Regions from separate parts of the Gossypium hirsutum genome. Here region 1 is linked to region 2. Evidence: chromatin contacts called from public Hi-C data. All regions are on one chromosome and are shown on one strand. The core of a region is the stretch at or near the end of the contact, and the rest is flanking DNA. Distances in the headings are between cores, read along the strand shown.

What was found. A called contact is a pair of places that touch in the nucleus more often than the background predicts.
Region 1: a contact with region 2 is called in a Hi-C map of hypocotyl, with 5 times the contacts expected there. The contact joins the enhancer-like site here to the promoter of LOC107916523 in region 2. A contact is called at or near these places in 24 of 34 Hi-C or Micro-C datasets (anther, callus, cotyledon and 5 more).

Annotation. Positions count from the first base shown.
Region 1 is chrA01:21,342,851-21,346,013 of Gossypium_hirsutum_v2.1, reverse strand. No RefSeq gene overlaps it. Among protein-coding and RNA genes, the nearest start is that of LOC107917986, 17 kb to the left of the region's middle. Within about 2 kb of position 1,798, at least 3 of the 9 cell types and tissues checked have an H3K27ac peak or open chromatin away from gene starts, as enhancers often do. A contact at or near this core is called in hypocotyl and leaf, where this site is marked.
Region 2 is chrA01:21,293,084-21,295,891 of Gossypium_hirsutum_v2.1, reverse strand. LOC107916523 (probable nucleoredoxin 2) reads left to right here and starts at 1,331. Exons shown (of 3, transcript XM_016845782.2): 1 at 1,331-1,794. The coding sequence starts at 1,651.

The DNA of each region.
Region 1 (3,163 bases), core at 549-3,048, 50 kb before region 2:
TAAAAGATTTAAAAAAAACATTGTTTATGAAAATAATACGAAAATAAACATAAGAAATGAAATGGTGGTACACCAACAACATTATGTGAACATGAGAACATCCAATGTAGCAAAGTTAATCCAAAATCGTTGGCTTAAAGAATACTAAAATCCAACGGCTAGAAGAGAAGGCCTAAACTCGAAAGGGAGCCTTGAATCTATAAAAGTCCAGATCTCCCGTAACCTCCCACTCGTATTTCTCTCTTTCAATCCATCTCCAAGGCGACTCTTCTTCTAAAAGGTTAGAATTCCTTCCTTCCTTCATCACCATTCATTGACTTGCGGAAAAATTAAACCATCAAAAACTACTGCACTATGACTGAGGCACCTGGACCTCACAAGCTGACTCTGCTGATTTGATTATCGATTCCACCGGCTGGCGTGAGCTTCGGCCTCCCTTAAAATATAAATTTGTTCTTCTGGCCCTTAAAATTTTTTAAAAATTTTAAATTAGTAAAGATAAAATTGTACTTTAACTCCCTAAAATTATAAAAATTCGATTTAATCTTTTACAAATTATAAATATATAAACTATAAAAAATTAAAATTTTATCTGGCCCCCAACAATTTGTTCTAACTTCGCCCCTGGATTCCAACACTGGTGATTCTAAAGCTGGTCACGCTCTCTTACTCTCTCTCTCTCTCTTGTGAAAATAAAAGATAAATTACATTAGTTCAAATGCTTAAAAGCACCATTTTGTTTATCTTGTTGTAAAACCTCAAGGATCTCATTTGGAGACACATCAAAAACTTATAACCTCACTTTAGACTAAGTTTAGCTAGCTGGTCTGTGATAATGTTGTATTTTCTAGACATTTTTGATTTGTCATTATTCTTCAGATTTCACAGTTCAATGAATCTCTTAAGCAATTCAATCAATTTAAAATTAAAAATATCAATATTTATTGAAAAAAATACATATTTTTTAATAATAAAAAATAATAATGATGCATATAGTTAAAAGAGTAAAAAAAAAATTGGAATTTGATTGCTTTTTTCTTTTTTATCAATTATAAAGTGTAGTTTAATAAGTCAATAAGATGGAAGGACTACGTACAAAGAGCCATGTGATGTGATCCATAAACAACTCAACACCAACGCCCATCGCGCTGGCTTTTTGCTTTTTCACATTTCCAAACGCTTTTGTGCTTGTATATTCCCATGTTTTAAGACTCTTTTCCGGTGGGACCCACACTTGAGATTTAAATAATTGATATCACTCACATCACCATCCATTCCGTACCCGTTCTGAAATAGGGTTTTTTTTTATAATAATATAATATAATATAAATAAATAAATATCAAAATAAGATAGAGAGATTAATATTAATAAAATTAGACAAAGATTATAGTAAATACTTGGTGTCGCACCGTTTTTTCTTTAAAAAATTAATTTTTAAGTATAGTCTTATCAATCGGCTGCACCCACATTTAAAATCTACTATACGTGTTTTTAACAATGTATTATAAAAATAAAATATATATTTTTATTGATACTATCGACATATCAAACGACATTTTATTATTTTTAAATAAAATTATTTTTATTGGTGTCAGCCTAATGATCTACTGTGGATGTAACTCGTCAATTACATATCTAGATTCCAATACCAAAAAATTATCATAACAACTATTTTCTTTTTAGGTTAAAAAAAATATTTTATTATTATATTATTATTTTTTATTATTATAAAGCGGGTTGGTTTGGTCCCAACCCCCACACCAAAATTTTCCAGCTATTGAAGGTCCCCTTCCCTCCACTGTTGAAGGTAAATTTAAGGTTTTCCCTTTTTTATTAGTACATTAATTATTTTAATACTAATTTAAACATAGTACTTATTATACACAAAAATCAAAACAAAAATAAGTTTTAATTTTTTTTAGTATAATTAGTTATGTTAGTAGACATTTGTACTAATTAACTTGTATCTTTCATTTTTATTTTATTTTTATATTACAAACATTTAGATGGTTCTTCCTTCTCTCCCCACACCCGAAGATCTTCTAAAAAAAATCAGGTATTTATTTATTTTGCTATTATTATAATTATTATTAATAGATTAGAATTATGTTAAAGTTTAATTTTTTTAGGCATTCAAGGCTTTGTTTTCAGCTTTATTAGTATACTAACCTTTGAACTATATTTTACATTTTTATTGGTTGACCTTATTTTTTAAGGTAAATTGAGATAAAATTAATAGTTTAAGTATTAATATTACGCGTGTTTTTTATATTGTTTTTTGTTAATTCGATTATTAAAATTTTAATTATTTTTGCATATATGGATATGAGTTCTTTAATTACTGCAGCAGATCACACAATTAGGACGGTCCATTTACCGGTAAGAGAATGTTCTAATGTTGTACGTATTTTTTGGCATAGTTGCACATAATTTTTTATTTAACTATGAGATCTTAACCAATTTTATAATATGATTAGGGTCTGTACTGTAGGCCATGGTCTGAGCTATCGGCCAAACACACAGATTATGCCCTACTTAGATGCCACATGATTTGGATCATCGGCATTAATCTGTGTGTTTGAGCTAAATGTCGACTTAATATTGGCACTAGTTGAGTGGTGGTGCCTAGAGACACACACCTTTCATTCACTGTGTGAGGAATGCACCATCTGTAACACCCCTAATCCGTATCCGTCGCCAAAACAGGATTATGGAGCATTACTAGACAAACAAAATATTAAACTATTCAAATCATACATTTATACAAACGTAATCAAATTTCATTCAAATACATCCATAATGTCCCTTAATCAAGCCCTCGAGGCCCTAAAAATACTGTAGAAATAATTCGGGACTAAATCAGAAACATTTGGAAATTTTAGGAAAAAAGTTAAAAAATTTAGATTGTAGGGGTTACATGGCCGTGTGGACATTCAAAATAGGGGCACATGGCCGTGTCTCAGCCCGTGTTTATGCCCGTGTAACTCACTAACTTGGGTCACACGGCCAAGCCATACGCCCATGTGTCAGGCCGTGTACCCTTCAAAATAATCTCACACGCTCGTGTACCCTTCGAAATGATCTCACACTACCACGTGCCAGGCCATGTGTTAGGCCGTGTAATAGCTTGACTTGTATGCACTGAACCTACAGGAGACACAC
Region 2 (2,808 bases), core at 82-2,581:
ATTTTCTATTAAGCATATGTCACATAATATGAAGATAGCTTAATTCATGTGCTAAATTGATAAATTTTGACAAAGAATATTAACAATGGTAATGATTGGAGTGAGATCGGCAAAGTAAAAAGACTTAACTTTTAACTTTTTAAGTATATGGGTTAAATCTCAAATTTTGTTAAATTAAAATGATTGAGAAGAGATTTTAACCAAAAAGAAATATTACAAAAAATTGAAAGCATTGTGAAGGGAAAAAGGTTTCTAGAAAAGAATTAAACAATGGTGGAATACAAACAAAAGGAAAGGATTAAAAGTACTTTTAAATTAAGGTCTTCGGGTTGCGCGTTGCCAAGTGTCGTTTAAGTGGGCCCCAATATAGTGAGAATTCAAAGCTACAATTTTTAGAGCCTTACAGCCGTCTCATCCTCCCACGCACTATTTTTATATTTATCTTTTTCAAAAATTTAGAGGAAAATTAGATTACGGTGCTTACCATATGAGTGATATTTTATTTAATAAAATTTAAATATTGAAGTAGGTAAATTCTTATTGTATGTGTATTTCGTTAGTTTTTATATAAAAATATACAAAAATTATAATAATATTTGTTCTTTTATTAATTTAACCAAACTTTTAAATACTAATATATTTCATTGAAGTACGAGATAAAAAATAAATAAATATTAATTTTATTTTTAATATTTATATATTTTTATTAATTTTATCTTTATTTTTAGTTAAATTTGGCTCTCAACATTTTAAAAAAATTAAATTTAATTAATTTTTTAAAAAAGATTTGAAATTATGTTTGTTTGATGAGAATACTAATTAAAATGTTAAAAATTTAAATACGATAGCCTCCATGATAATGGATGTATACTCAATGCTAATATTTTTGAAATTTTATGAACTTTTTATATTTTATATTTTATTTTTTTTATAATTTTTAAATTATTATTTGTTGAAGTGATATATAAAATAAATGATGTTATATTAAGATGATGTGTACATAAATTATAATTCAAGTTGTCATGTTAACAACATTAAAAATTAATATTTTGATCATAATTTTTATTAAAAAAGAGAGATTTGATTTTTTTTAAGGTTAAAATATCAAATTTAGAAGAAAAAAAAACCAAATTGATAGAAAAAATGTAAACGCTAAGTTTATTGTTTTGTTTAGATAAAAATATAAGAAGCAATTAAAATAAAAAAGAAAATAATAATAATGTTAAAAAGGTGGAGAGAGTTAGAAATACAGGTGTCCACTACATCTTTATGACAAACACGGGACCTTACCTACCTTATCTAAGATAGCTTGGAAACGCTGGCCTGGACTTCGATTTTTCTTATTTTAACAAAAGCGAACCCAATGTGTCGAACCAAAAGGTTATATGCGTGACAGATGACGGTCTTGACCAATTAAATATAAGTCAAGACGTCGCCAGCATGATAGTTAATGGACCCGAGGAACAGTGGGAGTTTGGCTCATTGACGATACTTTTGGAGTGAATCGTAAGTTCGGGGGGGGGGGGTTGAATTGCTATCTTAGGATAAAGAATATGGTTCCATGCAATTTAAGCTTTGAAAGGACTGATTTAATCTTTTATAAGCAAACGAGAAGCGAGAAAAGAAGACAAGTGATGAAGTAGGAAGGAAATGGATTTGGACGACAACGCCAGGAATCTTGTTCAAGCTTTGACAAATGGTGATGCCGAGAAGATTTCAACATCTAGATTTTCTTCTCTTTTGGCTTCTAAAGATCGTGATTATCTTCTGTCCTCAACTGCTCAAGATGACCAGGTTAGTTTTCCTTTCATGGAAGGAAATAAAGAACATATCTAGCATCTTCTTCTTCTTCTTCTTCAGTATCTATTATTAATTTTTAGCTGTAAACTTTAAGTTGTGGTCAGACATGAAAGCACGCAGCCACCTTTAGGTCTAACTCACTTATGGCTTCACGGTAATTTGTACTCTTTCATCATCATAGATCCATTTCTTTTCTATCTTCTTCTTTATCCAAGACTTCTTTCTGAAATTACATAAACCTTCCAGAATATCTTTTCTAGAACTATATATATATATATATATCATTATTTGGTATTATTCTCAAAATATTTAACTTTATTTATTAGCAACATATTTCAGGAACTTCTATAGGGTTTTAAAATGGAAAGTCCACCTGCTAATACTTTGTTATATATGTATTATAAGGTCCAGCAAACTAGAACTTGGTTATGGTATAATCATCTGGGTATATTATAGCACCAAACAAAGAATGAAGAAATATATGGGATGTTGTTTGGTAGAACATGTTTAATTGAGTAGATCTTATGTTATTTCGCTAGTGGTGGTTGTTAAACTCGACAATGATTTGATTTAGTTTTGAAGGGAATACTTTTTTAGGGGTCTTTTATGTATTTATGACAATTAGGTGATGATCACATTAAATAATTAGATGAAACTGAGAAATGGATCATTGTAAGTTCATAAGCGAACAATCTAAGTCGGTTACATGTCTTGTCGGTAATTCAAACATGTTGGAACACCATTGGTGGTGAAGAGATCTTGTTGTTTTGATGTTCTTGTGGGGGGTTATGAATTTTGCTTGTCGGGAAGGGAATTAGAACGGATTCTTAGCATGAATGTGGGATGCATTCGTGATAATGTTCAATATATCGATATATGATATATCGGCAAAAACTATCGGAAATATGTCGGTGATCGTCCTTTTAAATTTCTAAGATACTTCTTGTCGCGACAAAAACATGCCAAACATGCCTGTCCTCGTCGAATATAGGTTCCCCCCACAGCGGT